Linked DNA regions of Rattus norvegicus: region 2 is linked to region 1. Evidence: chromatin contacts called from public Hi-C data. All regions are on one chromosome and are shown on one strand. The core of a region is the stretch at or near the end of the contact, and the rest is flanking DNA. Distances in the headings are between cores, read along the strand shown. Region 1 overlaps Ttc23l (tetratricopeptide repeat domain 23-like). Region 2 holds the start of Rai14 (retinoic acid induced 14).

Region 1 (7,729 bases), core at 3,240-5,739:
CTATTTTTGAAATTCATTCTAGCTAATCTAGTTATAAACAACTTGACCCATGTCTTGCCTGATCCTACATGGGACTGGACACTGTTTAGTCAACAGTTCTAGCTTGACCTGGCATAAATGCTATGTACTCTGTCCAGCATCCTTTCCTCCAGATGATTCATTCCTGTGCTCTCTGCACTTGCTTCTCATTCATGGGCTAGCCTTTGCTACTTGAGGGGAACCTATGCAGATCTCCACAGTTTTTCTGTGAGGGTGTCTTCTCTCTATTGCTCTTCTCTAAGTATATGTTACTATATCTCTAAGTGCTTTCAGCACTATGATAGATTCTGGTGAGCATGATCTTGTCTCTTCTGTGTGATGGCCCAGAAACTCAGAGTGTAGCCTGGGCCATTCATGTTGTTTACCACACCTGCTTTCTCTCTTTGGGACAATCACAGCCCTTTGTTACCTGATATCCCATGTCTTGAAAATCCGTTCATGCATTCTGTATACTTTCTATAGGCTGTTTGAGATGAAGATTATCAGCAATAGACTTTCAAGACTAAGAGTAAAGTGGTCAGCATCAGAACAGAAGGCAGCTTTGAGAGGCACGTGTGGACTTTGCTTGTTTATTTACTTTGATTTATTTCAAAGGTCCTGACAGAAACCATTGCTTTTGCCATATCTTAAGGAGGGATTTCCTCAATTTGGGGTCTCATTGCTTTGGTTGTCTGTAGCAACAGGTGCAGTAAACTGGATTTCGTATAAATCACACGGAGCATACACAACGTAACTAGAGCCCTCAGTGCATGCTGATTTGCTCTTTGGAAGGAACCAACAGACTCCGGACACCCCAAGTCCCCTAGTCTGCTTCTGACTCAGTTTGCAATTGATGTGTTTGCACCGAGTCTCTTTAACCTGTTGTATTTCTCACTTCACCTGCAGTGTCTAATGATTCAGAGTCTCATCTATGGAAGTGAGCACACTAAGAGCATAGAGACTAAAAGCCTCCTTTCCCTATTGCAAAGGTAAGTTCTGCATATGGATATGAACCATGTCGCCACTGTGGTTATATGAATATGTCTGTCTCTGATTCAGCCAGGTACGGGTGACTTACCTAGTAAGGCAAAAACTCTTACCTCAGTTATGGACTTTCTCAGATTCTATACTGGGAATAATGAATTGATCTCTTAATAGCTCAGGATCTGGAATTATAGGAGTTGACTGAAATAATATGCAACATACTGTTACATCTACAAATACATTAAGCATATCTCTCACAGTGCTGAACATTTTAGCCAAATCCTGCAAGACAAGGTCTTTGCTGACAGCGTGATGAACATAATATTGTATAAATTGGGATTTTTACAAAGTCAAATAAATGTATACTTTAAAATTATGTTTCTCGTCGACTATATCTACATATCTAAATATAGGGCAGGTGTTTGGGGCAATTTAGCATGTCCAGATTCCCCTTCAATGCTTAGGTTTAAGGCAAAGAGAATGGTTGGCAAAGACCTGCTGCAGTCTCCTCCTTTCTTATGTCATTGATGTCTGTACATCTCAATGTGATATTGACCTTGGATTGTTCCCTTCTAAGGAAAAGGAGAATTAAAAAGTGTTAGGTGTGTACTAAAACCTCCAATTGAGCTTGGTCCTGCTTAGAAAGGGTTTCATTTAAACTTCCACAACTACCCAACATGAAGCTCTTATTTGACAGGACAAAGACCAAGCTTCTGAAGATTCCCTCTAATCTGTAGTCTTTGAAATGTGGATCCACGTAAATATGACCCTAAAGGCTGTATGATTTTCAAAGAGAGTTCTTTGACAAAGAGGGTATCATTATTGGGTGAGGTTAGGATGCTGATTTCATTCACCAGAAGTCATTCATTAGTCCACTCTCAGCAGACTCACCAGCTTAGGCAGGTGGGAGAGATGAGCTGCAAGAATAATTGCAGCCGGGTCTGTCACACCAGTCTTAGTCAGCCACATCTGAGGTGGGTGCTGAATAAAGCTATTGTCTACTTACCACCAGCCAGAGAATTGGGTTCTCAGCCCCTCCCATGACATTCAGGTTAGGGGTACAGAGGACCAACCTCACAGAAGCGCCCCACTTACAAGTGTGTGTATATAAAAGCATATTTCTTCATCAAGACAGAAAGAGTATGACAAACTAGAATATTGATCTTTCATTTCTCTAACACATGCTATTTCTGATTCAGAAACCACAGTTGGTACGTATGTTTTCTCTCAGGATAAAACTGAAGCTTAGACTCTTTGGGTGTTTAAAAAAATCACAAAGTTTTCCCAGGAAGAAGCAGAGCTAGAATCTACCACAGGCCTCTCTAATGTCAGAGCTTGGCTTCTGAAGGCAGAAATCTAGCTTCTACTCTAAAAGCAGATTCACAACTCAGGACTCCAGCTCCCAGGTCTCTCGTCTTTGAGAATGTACTTAGTGCCCTTAGTCTGTGGTTATGCAACACACTCCCCTCAACGGGTGGGCACTTCCCTCTCATGTCTGCATTAATGAGACCATAAATAATTGTCAGGTTCAGGAAAGCCTTACATCTTTAATGTTCTCTTATTGTCAACATCATAATAAAATATCAATACTGATAGTAATTATTTTTCTTCAGAGTAGACATAATGAACCATAATGTTTAAATGAGTCATATATATGGCCATCTTACTGTTTTCTATCCAGAGTAGGCTAAGGAATACTCATGCCTGGAGTAAGATTTATGATTCTAACCCATCTTATCCTTGGGAAGTGCATGAAGCTGAGCAAATCATTTGCCCTTTTGAGCTTCAGCTTCTCCATCACTGATGGGTAAGTCTCAGTGTATCATGAGTTGTCATGACTTTTAAGCAAATTCTTGTCTATACATGCATATCCCAGTGCCCAGCAGAGCGTGTGCTAAATCAATGTTAGCAAAACACTCATCCCTCCCCTTCCTTATAGAAGACTCACAGCCTCTCACTTTTAAGACAAGTCAGAATAATCGAAAGTAGGGGTAATTGTTAGTCAGAATTACCATATTTTGTGTTTGAGATTTTGACATTCTGATCCATTTAAAGCACCTTTTATGTTTTGAAATTATTAATAACAAAACGGAACAAAAACAACATGCAATTTCAGAGAAGAAACACAGGCTCTTTCTTCAAAGTTGGGGCAAAAATTCTACCTGGCTTGTATCCAAACAAGAGAAACCTCAGAACTAGTGAGATTAACAGTAGGTTAAGGGAACCTGGGAACCTGCTGCCATGTCTGAAGACTAAATATGATCCCTGGGACACACATGGTGGGAGAAAAGAATAGACTCCTACAAGCTGTCCTCTGAACTTCCAATGCTTATCAGAGCATACCATGGTGCGCACACACGCGCACACACCCACACGCGCACACACACACAGAGGGGGAGACAGACAGACAGACAAGAGACCCACAACTGGTCAAGGTTCAAAGAATAAGTGACTGTCAAGTGCTCAGCGCTAAAGGAGACATCCACACAGGTTCCCTCTTCCCAGGGCTCAGGGATTACTGTGGAAGAGGGAGCAGAAAGACTGTAAGGGGCAGGGGTGGTTAGGTGACTACAGGGAAACGATGTCCTCTGCATACAGCAGTTGTACATATGAACTCATAGTGCTTATGACAGCATGCTCAATGTCTGTACAACTTGAAGGCACACATGTAAAATTATGTAGCCATTAGCAGGAATCTAAGGCTTTGATAAAAGAGGAAACAAAGTTAGCTGGGTGGGTGAGATTCCTGGTGGATCTAGGAACAGGGGTAGGAGACAAGATGGCCAAAACAATGTATTCTCCATGTGTTAGTAAAATGTATCTCTAACTTTATAAGGAAAGAATGCAAGATAAATAGAGTGAATATGTTTTCTCAGTAGCCTCAAGGTGACAAGTGCCATAAAATGAAGAGAAACTAGGGGATATTTGTGGAAGCTAATGCAGACGCCAGGGAGTCTACATTTCTTTAAGTGCTTGATCAGATTTCAGATTCCTGCTCTTTCACTAAGAATCTGACTTTGAAGGGGTTTCCATCCACATATAGAGAGGCCTCTTCAGCAGGTTACACTCTAGAACCCATTTTACATGTGGAGACACTGAAAACTGAGTTTTTAGAGTTAATTTGCACAGGAAGAGGCAAGGCTCTTGGAATTTTAATGTAAATCTAATTGCTCTCTTTCTGCTAAGACAATGAGATCTAGACCTAGCTAGAGTCCATATAAGGGGAAAAGAAGAGTCCTTTGAAGTCCTCTGCTGGAATAGATGTTGCGTCATTAAAGGTTTTTCTTTCTCTGAAACAGGCCCATATCTCGTTTCCCAAGAACTGCTGAGCAAAGCCATGGGGTAGTTGCCAGAGCCCAGATGTCCAAAATCAGTGCAGGAATGGCTCTCTCTGCTTCAGCCTCTCACTGGAACAATCAGTCCCAGATGTCCTGGGACTCGGCTTGTATTCCAATGGGCGCTAGCGTGCTTTACGACACCTCCTTCAGGAACGCAGTGAAATACTCACTGGACTGTCACGGCCAGCAGCCTGAATTCTTGTCTTGTGGAGGCTCTGCAAGTTAGAGCAGAACTGGCCGCTTGAGACAGGAGCTAATTTCAGAGCAAAACAACAGTTACAAAGGCATCCCGTAAGATTTCAGTGCTTAAAAAGAGGCAGAGAAAACTTCGTCTTTGTGAACAAACTTGGACGTTGTTAAGTTTCTACCTGAGTCCCAGGTGCACTTCAGTTTAATCATTCATAAATCAAGCTCAAGTACTGAGAAGTACTCGATGTGTTTAAGAAACTTTCCTTTCAGAAAAAATACACATAACCAGTTTGAAATTACTCTGAAGTATGTTTTTAATAGAATTATAAATAAAAACAACGAGGAATAAATTGTGAGGCCAAAACCATGTGTGTAAACTGCACGCAGGAAGGGTAGAGGGTCTTCAAACATAGGTAGATGACCAAAACTGCAGACAGAAAAGAAGCTGGCGAGTTGGTGTTTCTCAGGAAAGCAAGAAGTCTTGAGTTGTTATACTTTAATGTGCATGGATAATACCAAGCTGTGGACAAAACTGGGGTGAAGTCTGTTGAAGTCCTCTGCTGGAGTAAAAATATTGGAGCCATAGCACCAGACTTTCATAAACTATACTGAGTGTCTAGACTTATAGAGAAGGCAGCTATGAAAGAAATTTTGAACAGGATAGGATTAGTTATCAGCTTTCAGAGATCAACTCTGATAGCGATGGATATGAAAGACAAGTAGGGAGAAGTAAGGAGCACACTTAGCAGGCAGATCCAATAGCCTAAGAGAGAGATGTTGAGACTCTTAAGGACCTAAGCTATCGGAAGGTATAGATGATATATTGAGAAGCATTCTGTCATTTATGTTGACAAACTTTGAAAGCAATTAGATGTGAAGTGTGTCAGTGGCAAGACTCAAGTTGGCTTTGAAGTCCCCAGCTTAACAAATAGACTGACGTAATGAGCAGTGCTGGTAGAGGAGACCATCATGGAGGATGTCTGGGACTTGGGAGATAATAATTTCCATGTTACTTATGCTGTGTTTGAGGTGTTCCCTGTACACACACTTGGCAATGTCTAGTAAGCTGCTGGGGGTTTGGAACAAGAGCTCAGGGAGATACATTCTGAAGCCTATGAGATGGAAAACAGCGTACAGATGTGTGTCTGTGGAACAATGAGGCTTAGAAAGAGCTTTGGAGACCGTTCACGCTTAGTCTGGAGAGATTATAGCATGATTTAGGTGCTGAGCACCAGGGCACAAGTGCAGTGGGACTTCGCACTCTAGCTCTAAGACGTAATAAAAACACTCTCGCTAGGCATTTAATATATGTGGGAAACACAGCTTCCAGGAATTGTTGTAGTGGCAGTAGCAGTTAATTGTACCACCACCAGCAGCAGTAGTTATACTAGTAGTTAATAGTAGCAGTAATAGTAGTAGTAATAGTAACAGTTAATAGTAATAATAGTAGCATTGATATTAGCAACAAAACCAAGCATTATCATTGTATTATCTAGATGAAGGAGACTCAAAAAGAGACCTTAGAAAAATCAGAAAAGAAATCAAAGAGGGAGGAGAAAGTTTCCAGAAAGCACTAACTACCTTATTGCAATGAAACATTAAGGGAATGCAGACTACCAGTGAGCAGGCAGTGTCCAGCCTCCTGTAGCATTAACAAGTGCAAGTGTTAGCCGAGGATTCGTGAGAATGGAGAGTATACCTGCCAGCCTCGTTCTGTCAGCAAGGTCACAGCGAGTTGGCCCTCTTCATATTCTGTTGATAAGACTGGCTGTTATACTACCCTTTGTTGGTTTTTTGAGGGGAAAAAAGTGGGTAAAATGTTTAAGTGTGTGTGTCCCATGACTCTGAAATATGGTTCAAAATCTGTTTTTTGATATCTGTACTCAAGCTTTGTGCATGTTGGTCTTCATCTTCTTTAAGGATTTGTTTCCAATAAGAAAAAAATGGTAGACAAATTCAAATGCCAACCAGAAAAAAGTGGTATATGTTATAACATGGTCATTCAGAACCCTGGGTTTTACCTCAGATATGTTGGAAGGAATAAGAAAAAACTACATATTGGTTTTTATAAATATGTGATTACTAAACATAATAGTATTATGTCTGGGTCATTTGTGTGTGGAGACTTCGTGCTCTATATTTTTGTGATTTTATTTTAGCATTTATAACATGCATCTTATTTGTGATGATGGAAAGATAAATGTTAAGAGATAATTCAGTGTAGAGGTGAGATGCAGCCAGTGGCTGTTATAGCCCAGCTCTATTGTGTGTCGGCATATGGTCTTGGACAGCTCACTTATCAGTTTCCTCATCCCTGAGGTAGGGATAAACCCGGAATTCTCAGTTCATAGGGTCGTTGTAAGTAAACGAGCTAATGTGAGTAAAGCAGCTTGGAAAGCCTGCTGGCCTGGAGAGTGTCTGATTGGAGATGATGACAAAGTTGGACAAAGATTCCAGATGTGGAGAGAATGCTGACTAAGAAGCCATTCTACTGGCAAATAGGACATCGCCATTTGCTAACATTAGCATGAACTTGTAGAACAACTTTTTGATATTAATGTTTGGGCCAACATTCAATTAGACATGTTCCATAATCAGAAAGTGAGCATTACCTTGCAAAGTGCCCCACCCCCGTTACAAGAGAGTCCTAACTAGAAGAATGTAGACCACATACTAGACATAGTGTTACGACGTTGTTTAAATCTTGTTCCAGCACTTTCCATGTACAAGTTACCCTATGTTTCAGCCTTCTTTAATGAGGAGTCAGACAGTATCTGTATTGTAGAAACAACGCAGAGTGAGAGTGGCATTTCACACAGCATGTGGTAGGCCATAGGACATTAATAGATCCTGGCTGGATCTCTTAATCCAGCCTTATTGGTAGTACGAAAGCATGGAGTGTCAGCTTCATTTTCATCACTGCATATATCTCCGGGACAATTGCAAACCGAGAAGTTATAGTGATATAGCTTTTCTGATGGACTTTAAAGCTACATATGACAACGGGGGGGGGGGCAAAGAAAGCCATCTTTTTTTTTCTATAAAAAGAGAATGAAACCAGAAACCACAAAGTTCATTGACCTGTTAGGGCTAAAGCATCACACACACACACACACACACACACACACACACACACACACACACACACACAAAACCCAAAACAAGCCAAACAAAAAAAACTTTATTATAAAAAGAAACCT
Region 2 (7,729 bases), core at 1,741-4,240, 200 kb before region 1:
CTTTCTGGGGTAAGGCGTGCAGGTCAGGAGTGCAATGAAGTGGAAACCTAAGGGTTCTTTGGAAAGTCGGCTGGGTGGTGTTTTGCTGGGGCAAACACGTGAAGGAACATTTAGCTGAAGTGGACACATGTAAATGACTTGTGAAGGAACGTTTTTCCTGAAGCAGACACAGCTTAAAGGGTGTTTTGATATAGCAAACACACGGAAGGATGCTTGATAAAGGAATATAAATATGACCCCAGAGCAGTGGGAGGCGAGCACTGAGCATGGGTTTGCTTTGCTCCATCTCGTTATTCTTTGTTAACACACATATATCGGCTGGCCTTGCATAGCATTGTTGAGTTCAACATGTGAGAATGGCGCCATTGAGAAGGTTGTTTCCTCGGTCAGGCAGGATGGCGAGCCTTCAGGATTGACACTAGCTAACTGGTGTCTGCTTACTAAAAGGATTAGACTGTAGCTGCTGGTTTGTGCCTGGTGTCTGTCTACCTAGAGGTCTAGTGTACAGCTGATCCGCCATATTTGTGTTTGCTACAGGGCTGAGTTGCTACCAAAGAAGATCGAGCTCGCCCCACAATAAACTATTGCTAAATAGGTCCACTCTCCCCATATCCTAAAAACTTTTTTCCTTCCACTGCCTCTGCTGGGTGGTGGGCTAGAGGAGAAGTTAAACTCTTAATAAAAATAGGTTTCAAGAAATTTATACCTACAATGCAACATGTTTATCCCCTGAGATTTTAACAGACTTTAGATAGCAGGTGCTTAACTTTATTTAGGCAGCCCACTTACTGCTGTATTCAAAACCTGAGCTCAGTTAGCATACCCTCCCCCACCTACTCCCCCCCCCCCCCCCCCCCCCCCCCCCCGAGCTGAGGACGGAATCCAGGGCCTCGAACCAAACTGCTCTCCCACTGAGCTAAATCCCCCAACCCCCAGTTAGCATTTCTAAAACTCATGGACAAAATAACAACAAAGCAAGGAGAAGACATTACTTAACCCCCAAACTTAATCACCGATTTCCATGCAGAAGGGAGTGTTTTAAGGGTTGTCTAAGGTAGGTGAAGCCTCTAAAGTACACGAGTGTCAGTTTTGAGTTTGAAAAGGGTGATTCTGCAAGTGGATTTGGCACACTCTTCCCTCCACACGGTGCCTCACACACTTCGATCTTGCCGATGGGGGTTGGGTTATAAACTACTGAGGGTAGAGCACACAGGACACCTATGCGGACAAGGCAACTTGGGAAAGGGTCTTTAAAGGTGATCGGGAAAGATTAGCAGAGTTGAGGCCTTGGGTGAATGAAAGAAAGGCTAGTTAGAAAGACACTTGTTTAATAGTTTAACTACAACTTGTCTTCAGTTCCTAAACAATATGCACACACAGACATTTCCGAAGGAGCCTTTGACAGGCTGTACCACCATCCCAACTGCCTTTGATTCAACAAAAATTAGAGGTGAGAAACCCACAGGTGGCTATGCTCAATGCTGGATGAACAGTATAAGGTACTTAAATATTCAGTCGGTAACTGATTAAAGGACCCGAGATGAAAACCTGGGTAGTAGAAATTGCCAGCACTACACGGAGTACTTGTCAGTTTCTTTTAGTGTGGTTTTTAGTTCCACACCACATGTATAAGAGTGTGCATCTTGCTTTGAATTGGCTCCCCACTCCCACTCCCCCGGGGGAATCTTTTTGATGTATGGTGCTTAGAAAGCAAAGGCTATTGAGCTAAAGATGAAGCTTTTGTTTTCTAGTTGGCAAGTTTGCTTGTGAAAGCTAAGGCAAGGTGTTCTCTTGGGGAAAGGAGCGAAGGAGTGGGATAAAACACACGCGATCTGATGCTAACACACACAAAGATACTGTACACTGGTTGGTGTTAAGGTGACTCTCACTTCTGTTGGAATTGGCTGTTTTTCCTCCTTACTTCCTTCAGTGGACTTACAGTCGATCCTAGCAAAAATCGCTAGAAACCTCTCTGTGCGAAAGACACACCACCAACCAGGAGTCCCGTGGAGCTTTGGTGAGTTAAACTTTCTACGACCTAGCTGGCTAGTGGAACTAAAAAGCCTACTTAAATCAGGGGAATAGTGGAGAGATTTCAAATCCTCAGAATTAATGGAGAAGTCGATTCGGTTCAGAAGTCCGGTCCTGGTGGTCTGGGGGAGGGAAGCTTCACCGGATCTCAGGACTTCCAACTCAAGGCACCCTGCTGAGGGCGCTCCGACTCCCGTCTAGCCTGTCCCTGCAGGCTGCAGATAGTCTCCCAACTCCCGAGCAGAGCACAAGTAAGTTTTGTCTCACCACCTGAGGAGTGTTAAGAAACAGTCGCTCCAACCAACTGGTTCAGCCCAGAAAATGTGAGTACATTCTGGTTTACTTTCTTTTCGTTCACAACGAAAATGGAACCGATTCCTGTTTGGTTCAGAGCGGGCTTTGGGTCAATGACTCTGCTTTTCCCAAGACTACAGATAACTTTGGAAATGGACCAGAAACAATACTTTCTCGGGTCCTTATCCCTACCCCAGCAGTGGAACCCGCATACCGTGGATCCCACTAACTTCAAGTTAAGGTGTGAGACAGACCCACGGAGAAGGATTCCCGCGTTCCACAGAAATCAAAAGCGAGCGTGGACGTCCTGGAGGCGCCGCGAGCCGAGGCGTGGGCGGTCGGGGAGCACCTCCTGCAGGTCCCGGGAGCTGCTCCGGGGCCAGGTCACCTGACTCCGGGAATTTGGGGCCGCGCGGGGTGGGAGTGGCCAGCACCTCCCTCCTTGAGCCCACGGGATCCAGGTCGGGGGCCGGCGCCCGGCGGCCACGTGGTGGTGCTGCCGTTGCCCCCGCCCTGCCGGCGGAGCCCGGGAGCTGAGCGCCCACTGACCCAGCCTCGGGAGGAGGAGGAGAGGGAGGAGGAGGAGAAGGAGGAGGAGGAGGAGGAAGAGGAGGAGGAGGGACCCAGTGCAGGAAGCCGAGCAGGAAGCGAGCCCGGCAGCCGCGCTTTCCTGGGGAAGCGGCGGGCGGGACGGCCAGCCGGGCCCGGAGCTGAGGCAGCCGCTTGGATGGGGTGAGTGACCGCGCGGAGCCGGGAGGCTGGGGTGCGGGCTCTGGGCTCGGTCCCCGCCTTTGTGTCTGGGACTGCGCCGAGCTCCGGGCGCCGGGAGGAGCGCGGGGCTGGAGTTATGGTCTGGACACAGCTTTGGCCGCCCACTGTCCACGGAAGACAGTTGGGGGTTGGGGAGAGGAGGAATGGGAGGATGGTGGGGCTCTGGCAGAAAGAGAGGTCCGACTTAGTTTGGAAAAGGGGCTCGCCTCCTCTGGCGGTCTGGTGCGGGGCAGTGGCGCGGGGCGTCTGCCGAGGGAGCGCGGGTGGGAATGAATGACCGGATTCGGGAGAACGATGTGTCTGCGCCCCCGGGACAGCCTGTCCCACCTGCGTGCCCTGCCCGGGGTCCGGTACCCCAGTCCTTGCTCCCTGGCTCGACCCACCTCTTGGCTGAACTTGGAAAAGCAGAAGACGGAGGTGGGAGCGGGAGACGCCGGGTGGCTCTAGAGACCCACAGTCCGCTATTGTTCCTTTACGGACTCAAGGGAGCGGGTGAGCTGTCCGGAGGACGCAGGCGAGACCGCCCTAAGCTGTCACAGCCCCCTGTCCCCCACCCTCCTTGTTATTTCCCCCCACCACAGCTCTTAGGAGGGCGGGGAGGAGGATGCTGGAGTTGGGGCACACTCCAAGCTGCTGGGCTTCGGTCGCCATCCATCGAGACCCTCTGGGAGGGCAGGCGGGCATCGTTCTTTCAACTCCTGCTGTCTTGGGCCAGTTTGTGTCCCCAGTTTAGGTTCTGCAGTTTCCAGCGGTTTTTCATTTTGGATTTCGCATCTCCTTCGGTGGTGGTGGTGGCAGTGGGGTGTTAAGTCTGGAAAGGCAACAGATGGGGAGATTAAAGCAGATGGAGCCCACTGTGACTTAAAGAGGCAGGGGTGACCTCACAGAGGCCTGGACTTTATATAAAGCCAGGCTTTCTTTTCCAAGGAGCCCGGCACTGCTTTACTGCCGTTACCAAGTATGCAGATGCCAGGCCACTCACTTCTTACCTGCTGTCTCCCTTCACTCTGGACTCACAGGTAATTTGAGTGTTAGCCGCTTTAGGAGGGATAGCGCGGATCTGCCTGGGACTAGCGGATTGCCCATTGTCTTGGGTTTGAGATCTCAAGGTTGTGAAGGCTGCCTTAGACAGGAACTAGTTTGGTCCCTTAGAGGATCTAGCGTTAGCTCTTTCATCTCCTCTGGGTTTGAACATAATCGGAGAAAGCCTGTGAATCCCAGGGAGGTTAGACTTTGCTTTGTCCCGGGAGTGCTGGGCCCTGTATGCTTGCTTACACGTGTGACAGGAGTCGTTTTGTTTTTGACTGATGGGTTTAATGTTATCTTTTGCTAGTGATAACTTACTCTCGGAGTCTTTCCTCGCTTAGGCTTATAAGGCAGCCAATTTTATCAGAAGAAATCCAACTTTTGTTGAATAAGTACTGGGAGAGTCATCCATGCTGGGCTGTCAGTTTTATCTCCAACCACCGAGATGCTTCACGAATGAGTTTATTGTATTATTTACATTCTTAGATGTGTTTTTTTTTTATGACTTTAAAGGGCAGTGCAAGGCATTCATAGCGCAGTTCAAAGATCTTTGTACTGTCATAGGAAAACTGATTAAGAATGGACTCCCCAGTCCCTGGGGATTCAATGAGAAAGCAATATGCTGGCCCCTAACATTTACTATCCCTAGACTGCCACTTCTTAAAGTATGTAAGGAGAAGGTTCAGACACTATCTCCCTTGTTTCTGTTTGCTGTGTGTGTGTGTGTGTGTGTGTGTGAGAGAGAGAGAGAGAAAGAGAGAGAGAGAGAGAAATGTTTATATGAACAACTGTACGTGTGTGTGTGTGTGTGTGTGTGTGTGTGTCTGTCTGTCTGTCTGTCTGTCTGTCTTTATGTGAGCACTGCAACATGCTTGTGGAGATCGGAGAACAAATTGTCAAGTCAGTTCTCTCCTATGATGTGTGTCTGGGGAACTGAACTCAGGTCTTCAGGCTTGGCAGAAAGCTCCTTCACCTGCAGGGCAATGTGGCCCCTTTGTTCCTTTTTACTGTTATTGGCTGTCAAACGCAGGGCCTGTGGTATGCTAGCATGGACTCTACAACCATGTTAGCTCCCACCCCAGCTCCACCCAACTTTAGAGGTAGAGAAACTGAGATTTGGAGTTAAAGCCAAGAGAGCCTTGGAGTTAACAGGATGTGATGAAGCCTTGTTTTCCCCTCCCTTCCTTTCCTAAGAGGCTTACCTTCCAAAGTAGAAATACATGTGGAATGTTTCAAAGACAAATCAAAGTTGAAAGTGAGGTGTTCATCTTTCCACTCTATAGGTTTAAAAGTTGCTAATGAATCCATAGTCCCTCCACACTCTCTTTCTCAGATAAAAATAAATGATAACCAATACTTTATCTGTCCTTTCGTCTCTGCATTTAGTAAGCACAAATGTCCAGTTAGTACATATATGTAGTTTCTAAGCATGTTTGGTCCGTCTGTGTTTGTCCATGAAAATTTATGAGGATTTATGTGCCCAGTTTTACATTAATGGCATAGTTCTGTATACATACAACTTGCTTCTTTCTTTTTCTTTTGTTTGAAGTCCATGTTAGTCTTTACTCACACTAACTACCACAGGCAATTCTTGTAAGTAAATAGAACAGTGTACCTGTTCCCTGGTCAAGTTAAAACTGGTTTCCAGGGCTGTACTGTTAAAGGCACCTTTTTAGCTGAGGGAGAGCCCACCGCCTTTGTCTGTCTGTCTGTCTGTCTATCCATCCATCATCTATCTATTCATCTATCCATCCACCCACCCATTCATCCACCCACCCACCCATCCATCCATCCCTCCACCCACCCATTCATCCATCCATCCCTCCACCCACCCACCCACCTACCCATCCATCCATCCCTCCACCCACCCACCCACCTACCCATCCATCCATCTATCCCTCCATCCACCCACCAACCCATCCACCCACCCATCCATCCATCCCTCCCTCCACCCACCCACCCACCCACCCATTCATCCCTCCCTCCATCCACCCACCTACCCACCCATCCACCCATACCTCCACCCATCCATCCATCCTTCCCTCCATCCACCCACCCATCCACCCACCCACCCATCCACCCACCCACCCATCCACCCATCCACCCATCCACCCATCCCTCCCATCCATCCATCCCTCCACCCACCCATCCACCCACCCACCCATCCATCCATCTACCCACCCACCCACCCCTCCCTCCACCCATCCCTCCACCCCACCCATCCAACCACCCACCTATCCCTCCCTCCCTCCCTCCATCCATCCCTCCATCCACCCACCTACCCACCCACCCATCCATCTGTCCGACTGTACTATGCTGTGGTGTAGCAGTACACACCAGAGACCTTTGTTCACAGGTCTTGCAGCCAGTTGTGGGGATAGTGAGGTCTGGGAAGGATAGTGAGATCTGGGAAGGATAGTGAGGTCTGGGAAGGATAGTGAGGTCTGGGAAGGCTACTTTGGTCCTTTCATTTATTTCCCAGTGAGGATTAGGTTCTGTCATCTGTCACCAAACAGCCATCTGTTAGGTGAGAAAGGGAACACGGATCACTTTTGAACTGTAAACATTTAGATGAGCTTAGCTGGCTGGATTGTTTTGTTTGGGTTTCCTCCTCTTCCTTGTAGTGCGTATGCTAAAGCCCGGTTGGTTGCCTGACTGACCTGGGATTGTTCACTGTCCTCTTGCTCATTTCTTCTGTTTTAAGCCTAAGGGTTTAATTCGGCCTTCGTGGGAGCAGACGGTGAAGATGTGTTAATGACATAGTCCCCAATGGGACCCAGCTCCTCAAAGAAGAGTTAGGGTTTCCAACATCTTGACTTCAGGCTTTGAGGCTCATTCTTTGCCTTTGCTGTTCCTTCTCCCGTCTCTCCTACCTGGGCTCTGGCCTTTTCCCCCCAAGGTGCTTACTCAGACTCTGGAGCAGTATAGCCTGCCTGGAACCACTTCCCTCTGCCCTGTTACCTTCTACCTTACCGTTGACTTTAGTTTGTGTCAGTACTGCCTTTCTGCACTAGAGTACAGGTCTATAAGGGTAAGACTTTCACATCTATTATCTCTGTCCCGTGAGTACCAAGAACAGTGTGGATACAGTAGCCCCTCATACTGGATACGTATGCATGAATACAAGGTGCTTCTTACTGAGTCTGGGGGTAACTTCATTCCTAGACTCTACTGGGCTCTCACTCCTACCTCTGCCCAGTGTATAGGATTGCAGGCACGTGCCTCCAAGCCTATAAATTAATATTAATTGTCATATTAATATTATGTTTGCTGTTTTCATTTCCTGCTTGCTGTCTTCCTCCCACTCTTTCTTCTTCTGCCCATGGTGGACATCCTGGGGATGTTAGATGTTCTATAAGAACCCAGTGTCATTTACAGGTTCTAACAGGATGAAAAAAAGATTGCTTATGAACAAAACAAACAAACAAACAAAAAACCCTCTCTGTGTCACCGTGTAAACCCGCTGAGTACTTGTGTCTTGAAACATTTTTTTCATCCAATATTCTTGCCTGAAAATAAAATAAATTTAAGGGAAAACAAGGAGCCTGAAGTTTGGTCATCGCCTCTCTCTCTCTCTCTCTCTCTCTCTCTCTCTCTCTCTCTCTCT

What was found. A called contact is a pair of places that touch in the nucleus more often than the background predicts.
Region 2: a contact with region 1 is called in a Hi-C map of mammary epithelial cells, with 4 times the contacts expected there. The contact joins the promoter of Rai14 here to the enhancer-like site in region 1. A contact is called at or near these places in 8 of 12 Hi-C or Micro-C datasets (the A7r5 cell line, the Rat2 cell line, Schwann cells and 4 more).

The regions. Positions count from the first base shown.
Region 1 is chr2:61,207,146-61,214,874 of GRCr8, reverse strand. It overlaps Ttc23l (tetratricopeptide repeat domain 23-like), which reads left to right. Exons shown (of 13, transcript XR_005500732.2): 10 at 925-1,007. Among named protein-coding and RNA genes, the nearest start is that of Rad1, 22 kb to the right of the region's middle. Within about 2 kb of position 4,489, at least 3 of the 93 cell types and tissues checked have an H3K27ac peak or open chromatin away from gene starts, as enhancers often do.
Region 2 is chr2:61,404,314-61,412,042 of GRCr8, reverse strand. It overlaps Rai14 (retinoic acid induced 14), which reads left to right and starts at 2,990. Exons shown (of 18, transcript NM_001399209.1): 1 at 2,990-3,057.